2 separate regions of the Rattus norvegicus genome follow, and region 2 is linked to region 1. The links are chromatin contacts, called in public Hi-C maps. All regions are on one chromosome and are shown on one strand. Each heading gives the region's core, a stretch centred on a gene start, on an enhancer-like site or on the middle of the called end of the contact. The rest is flanking DNA. Distances are from core to core; before and after follow the strand shown.

The links. A called contact is a pair of places that touch in the nucleus more often than the background predicts.
Region 2: a Hi-C map of psoas muscle shows a contact between it and region 1, with 2.2 times the contacts expected there. The contact joins two enhancer-like sites. A contact is called at or near these places in 3 of 12 Hi-C or Micro-C datasets (the A7r5 cell line, the Rat2 cell line and psoas muscle).

What each region holds. Positions count from the first base shown.
Region 1 is chr13:51,539,689-51,542,962 of GRCr8, forward strand. No RefSeq gene overlaps it. Among named protein-coding and RNA genes, the nearest start is that of Mir181a-1, 500 kb to the right of the region's middle. Within about 2 kb of position 1,478, at least 6 of the 93 cell types and tissues checked have an H3K27ac peak or open chromatin away from gene starts, as enhancers often do.
Region 2 is chr13:52,123,196-52,126,673 of GRCr8, forward strand. No RefSeq gene overlaps it. Among named protein-coding and RNA genes, the nearest start is that of Mir181b1, 88 kb to the left of the region's middle. Within about 2 kb of position 1,441, at least 4 of the 93 cell types and tissues checked have an H3K27ac peak or open chromatin away from gene starts, as enhancers often do.

The DNA of each region.
Region 1 (3,274 bases), core at 228-2,727:
GTGGAAGAACAGTGGTGTACTAAGGAAGTCTGCCACAGTCACTTTGAGATATGGACAAGAGAGACCAGGTGACACCTCATAAATCCATCCAGAGCTATTTTGAACAAATGAAGTTGAAAGCTGAACTCAGAATGACAAAGGGAAGCCTAAGTCTACATGGCATCTGACACAGTGTTTTACTCTCTTTCTTCTCTTAGAAGGAAATAAATTACGTGCTTTCCTTCACATATGGGGAGAACACAACCCTGTTGCACATGCTCGTGCTATCCACAAGTATGACTGTTTCCAAATGAACAACTCATGAAGCATTTCCTTCATCCAGCCTCACACATTTTCATCACTCTGTCTCCTTGTGTGCGGCTGGAAAAGCCATCCATCCATGTCTGTGTATTTAGATGGAATAAGAATTTTGACTCATATTTCCAAGAAAATTAATACTATTCCAACAGTTGGGTATAAAATCTCCATAGAGATGTTTCATCCATGCACAATATAGTTTTTTCCATAATAATTGATAGTACAAATTATATATATCATAATATTCTTATGTAATATATAACTTACTATATATATTTTTAATCTTGGAATAGCCAAAAAAAACCATAGTAACTCCATCCAATAAGGGATGTATTGTTCTTAGAATAACAACGACAATGGCTACAATAAGAACTTTAGTTCAGAATGAAATTACGAGGAAGACAGATTCAAAGATCACTCTCCCTTAGCCACACTACCCATTTTCTCCTTTTCCCACTTTTAAGGTCTTCCACTCCTATCTTTATCCTCAAAAATGCCCCCTTAACATGATGTACTCTGCATCTCCATGTTCACACCCTCTAAGGAAAAGGACATTTATTTTGAAGACTTTCAATGAGAATGCCACAGTTGTGTTTCAGTCCCACTGGCTGAGCTGAGTGGGAGGTGTGAGCATTGATAAATATTCCTGTGAGGCACCTGGATTGGGCAAGCCCATGTCACATGCCTCTACCTCACTACCAAGGAGTATAGGGTTTAGGATTTCATTCCAAGGAGAATTAGAGTATTAATTACAGATATTGTTTGGGGCAAAATAATGAATTTTCAAAGTATAATTTCTACATGTTCATATACCCTCTAAAGTTTTGACCTCACCTCGATAGTGTTCACAGCAAAAGAAAATAGCATTGCCTCTAGCTCGTCTGATTCATCTCCTTCTCATTAGGTGGCAGTCTGAGTTAGGAAGACATTCAAAAACAAAGGAGAGATAATGGGGGGGGGGGAAGGCATTTTAGCATGAGCTGAAGTCAGAATATTTTCATTGATGGCTAACTAGAATTATTCTATAATTACTCCACCACAGCCCTGGAAATGAGTCACCAAGAACTGAATATTTATAAGCTTCCTGACCTCAAAAACTTCAAAATTTTACATGGGGTCACCTAAGGAGACTGTGGAAAACTTCCATGCAACTTATTGGCAGATGATTTTAGCTCTTATTTCAACAAGCTTGGTATGAAATGCATGCCATCTGGTTCCTGGGAAAACTCTAGAGTATATTAACTGCTTGTGTGAGAGACAGTCCTGCCATTTAGTTGTAAATGATTGCACCTGCAAAGGAGAAATAAGAAAGAGAACATGCCTTATCATTTGCCTGAGGGCTGGGAGATTTGATGACACAATACTGCTGCTTCATCTACTTTCAAAATCTGTGCCTGATCAGTCCAGCTGTTCTTCTGCGACTATTTTGAACATGCTGTGTGGTATACTAGCATAGAGGCCTTTTAAGGGAAAATTTCAACAGTACTCAATTGAAGACTGGACTGGTTTCTTTCCATTTCTCCAAGGCATTTCTGATGGTTTCGACGAGATAAAATGAAAAGTGCTTCTGATTATTTACTTTAACTCTTTAAGAAGGACACTCCAGTGAGGAGTGGTTTCTATTGAGTTGCTGTGACTGTCGCGAGCATGTGGGCAATGCTGTAGACAAGCGGAAGTAGTGTAGACACAGACAGGACCTCTCCGACCTAGGGTCCCGGGAAGACTGTAGGGACTCACTAGTGTTATCAAGCCTCCAGTCTCTTACTGTGAGAGTGGTATGCTTTAACGTTTAAAAATCACTGTTACAAAGAATTCTTTTTATACTAATGTAAACAGTTTGTGAATTAAAACTTTGTTTGTAACATACTGGGCATTGCCTTCCGTATTGCAGAACGGTGGTGGAGTGGAGGAACTTTGATACGACAGATGAGGGGATTTAGTTAGAGCGCTTATTTATACCCTAACTCCCCCGCTGGGTGGTCCTAGAAAAACTGTGTGCATTCCTCGGCAGCTAGATTTTCAAAGGGGATTAAGTGCAATTATAGCAGAGAGGATGGGGAGTTTCAGTGAAATACTACACATGCAAGCACTTGAACTAAACAAATGCTACTCGAATGTCTCTCTTCCAAAGCCAGCATTGTGCAAGAACTCTGGGCTTCTAGTCTTCTCAAACTAATTGCACTGACCAGCTGAATTCATGCCACGCACAAATTAATCCCTGTTGAATGAATATTATTTTCAGAATCAGATTGCAAGCTCCCTGTGGGGAAGGGGCGGGGTTCTTCACTTGTAAGCGCCAGACACTGAGAGAGAACAAGTGAGCATAACTATCGACAGAATCCTACCCAGTGACATCATTCAGTTCTACCAACGCAGGAAAACATTTGCTAGGCACTGAACTAAAGGTATCTTTGTACTGTACTGGAACTCTGTGACCACTGTCAGATGACCTCTTTTTATCCACAGAAGTTAGCTAAACAGATGAGACCATACTCCAAAAAATACAGACGTCAGAGTCCCAACAGATTCAATTGAGTTCAGGCAAAGATTCTTACTCAATGCCACGGACCCCCCAAGGAAGCCATACCCTGTCAGCAGTAGGACTTTAGGCCTCTCAGTTATGGTTAATAAACTAGGACTACAACATTAAAACGGGCAACTGAGATTGTGACATACTTGATGAATCCTTGAATTTAAAAGAAGGGTGATGAGAATCAACACCAAAATATGAAATATTTAAATGTAACTCACCAACAGAGATGAAATAGATGAAAAGTAAAGCCCACACAGGCAATGGTTTGTGACTATAATCTGGTTGTACAGAACAATATGGATGTAACTGGTCCATTCCACACTGCTACTTGCTTTGGTTTTTCCTTACTTCAAGCTACCCTTTAACTTCAGGCAAACCTCTTGCATTTAACACACTAGGCTCAGCTTTTGTTTTTTTTTTTAGTTCACATTTTTCTCCAGGAAA
Region 2 (3,478 bases), core at 191-2,690, 580 kb after region 1:
GAAAAGTGAAGACCGGATGTAAAATTGGGCTTTGTCAAAGCAGATTAGCATAATACCTGACAGGCACAGTCCTCAAATCCAAGGCTCTTTGATAGGAGCTATAATCTGCAGCCTGCTTTTGGTGGCTGCACTGAGGGGAGGCTCCACGGCAGATAAGAAAGCTCTGTTCTTGTTGTTGAGCCTCAACCTTTAGAAAGGCAAACAACATGAAGGTAAAACTAAATTACAGGACAGCTCACGGTCAGGTCTGCCGAATTCATAATTTGTGAGATCACTTTGTGATTTACGCAGCAGCGCAAACCAAAGCCTCAGTTACGTGAAGCCCCGTGCGGGCCCCCATGGAGACTCAGTGTGTCTGTTGGGCCTGCTGCAATGTAGAACGTGTTCAAAATGCTGGTACAACACCCTGACCTGTGGGGTCCAAGGGTTTCCTTAAAAATAGGTCAGGAAGGTCAGTTTAGAACTTATTTCTGACATTCACAAAGACTCTTACTTGTAAAAAGTATATATTTATTTGTATTTATACATGTGTATAGTGTGCGTGCGTGTGTGTGTGTGTGTGTGTGTGTGTGTGTGTGTGTGTCTACATGTCTATTTGTGGTATGTGTCTAGGTGCCCTCTGAAATCAGCAAAAGGTGTCAGAGCCACAGTGAGTTGTAAGCAGCCTGAACTGGATACTGGAAAGTGAGCTTATAACCCCAGCAAGAGGACTGCACCTAACCACTGCACCATCGTTCCAACCCAAACCCACGCTTTTTTAATGTAGCTAATAGTCATGAAAACCATCTTGAAACACTGTGGTAAAAAGTGCTTATCCTCCATTTCTATGTTTGTCTTCTACAATGATGGAATTTTTGATATTTACTAGATCACCACTGTTCCAGCCTTTCTTGTAGCCAAATTGTACAATGTGGCCATATTGTAAGTTCTGACCAATGGCATAAGTAGAGAGGTAAGGAGTGGGTGTCTTTAAGAGTGTATCATCTATATCATACCGCAAAAAGAAGGGAGAGCCGTGTTTCTCTCCTACTTTTCTCTCACTTGCTGAAACATTGCCGAGGTAAAGAAATCCTGTAGTTAATTCAGACACACCAAGAAGTAGTAAATGCAAAACACATGGACTGTCGTTATCAATGTAAATGTTTGTGTGACCTGTGGCACATTGTAAGTGCTCTAAATTCTCTTCCCAATTTAAAGACAAGATTCCACTAGGAATATAATAAATATTGGAGGGGTTGTCTATAGAATAAAATAGGTAAACAGTGCCTATGTTTCTGAACGGCCGGATACAAAAGACCAGAAAAACATAAGCAGAAACATGACTGAGGGAGTGATCAGCAGACACAGGAGCCAGTATCGGCAAGGCAGTCTCGTCTCCTTCATGAGGCCACCTTGGGGGATTCCTTGTGAATAAGACAGGAGTCTGTGGTCAGGGCTGGAACTCTTTGTCGTGACTTAACAGTAACAGGAAGTGTGACTCAGTATCCTGCCTTGAAGGATGGAGAAGCTGAGTCTGCTTTGAAACTTCCTCTCTGAAGTGGGGATTTGTCTGGGAACCAGACAATGAGAGCTAAGCCTGTGCCTATACAGAGATCAAAGGGCCCAGCCAAGGCCAGGTGGATGGGAATAGAGACAAAAGAGCAAGTAGGTTCGGTTCTGACAACATAAATTCTTCTCAGACTGTGGTTAAGCTGAGTTAGTAGGTAAGGCACCTAAGACTGCATTTGAAGCCCAGTTCTACACAGCTCTTATTGGTACCAAAGTCTAAATCATATTACCAGGGTTACAAGATATTAGGTAAAGATAACGAAACATAAGATGCACTCATAAGAATTTTACTGTCATAAATCATTCTTTTTATTGTTCTTGTTAATACTGTTGTGTGTGTAGGTGTGTACACATGTGCACATATTGTTGTCTGAGTACTTTGCGTATGTCTGCATGTTCTTGCAGAGGTCAGAAGGACACTTCAGATGCCATGTTTCAGGCATCTTCCAACTTTTGTTTGTAAGAGTTCGCAAGTCCCCAAACCTTTACCTAATAAGTTAGTTAGCTACAGGAACCTGCTTCTTGCTGCCTCCCGTCTCACCTCGGCAAGGATTATACCATCCTTGCCTTGTTATGGGTATCTCAAAAATCCATATGCCGGTGCTAATGTTTGTGTGGCAATTGGTTTTCTTGACCCTTTAGTCAATAATTTTGTAATATATTTTGTGCATTATCCCAGACAGGTTTTGTTCCAGCCCTTAGAAGTAACAACTCTCATGAGTTCTAAGTTCCATAAGAAAACTGGGGCTTAGAAGGTCATAAAATTCCATCCATTTGCCTAAGAATTTCATCAAATCATTGAAGAAATTTAATAGCTGAGTAGTATTTCATTGTGTAGATGTCCCACATTTTCGGTATCCATTCCTCTATTGAAGGACATGTGGGTTCTTTCCAGCTTCTGGCTATTATAAATAAGGCTGCTATGAACATAGTGGAGCATGTGTGCTTGTTAAATGTTGAAGCGTCTTTTGGGTATATGCCCAGGAGAGGTATAGCTGGGTCCTCAGGTAGCACTATATTCAATTTTCTGAGGAAACACCAGACTGATTTCTAGAGTGGTGGTACCAGCTTGCAATCCCACCAACAATGGAGGAGTGTTCCTCTTTCTCCATACCCTCGCCAGCATCTGTTGTCACCTGAGTTTTTGATCTTAGCCATTCTGACTGATTGTCAAATCAATCTCAGGGTTGTTTTGATTTGCAGTTCCTTGATGACTAAGGATGGTGAACATTTCTTTAGGTACTTCTCGGTCATTCGATATTCCTCAGCTGAGAATTCTTTGTTTAGCTCTGTACCCCATTTTTAATAGGGTTATTTGATTCTCTGGAGTCTATCTTCTTGAGTTCTTTGTATGTATTAGATAGTAGCACTTTATCTGGTATAGGATTGGTAAAGACCTTTTCCCAATCTGTTGGTTGCCGTTTTGACTTATTGACAGTGACCTTTGCCTTACAGAAGCTTTTCAATTTTATGAGGTCTTTATGGTATACGCTCACTGATAATTGAATATTAGCCCAAAAGCTTGAAATACCCAAGATACAATTCAGGACCACATGAAGTTTAAGAAGAAGGAAGACAAAAATGTGGATGCTTCAGTCCTTCTCAGAAGGGGGAACAAGATACTTACAGGAGGAAAGACAAAATGGAGCAGAGACTGAAGGAAAGGCCATCCAGAGACTGCCCCACCTGGGCCTCCATCCCATATACAACCACCAAACCCAGTCTCTATTGCTGAGAAGAAGTGCTTACTGACAGGAGCCTGATATGGATGTCTCCTGAGAGGGTCTGCCAGAGCCTTCCTGCTACAGATGAGAATGCTTGCAGTCAACCATCAGAATGAGCATGGGGACCCCAATGGAGAAGTTAGAGAAAAGATTGAAGGAGCTGAAGGGGCTTGCAACCCTATAGGAAGAACAACATCAACCAACCA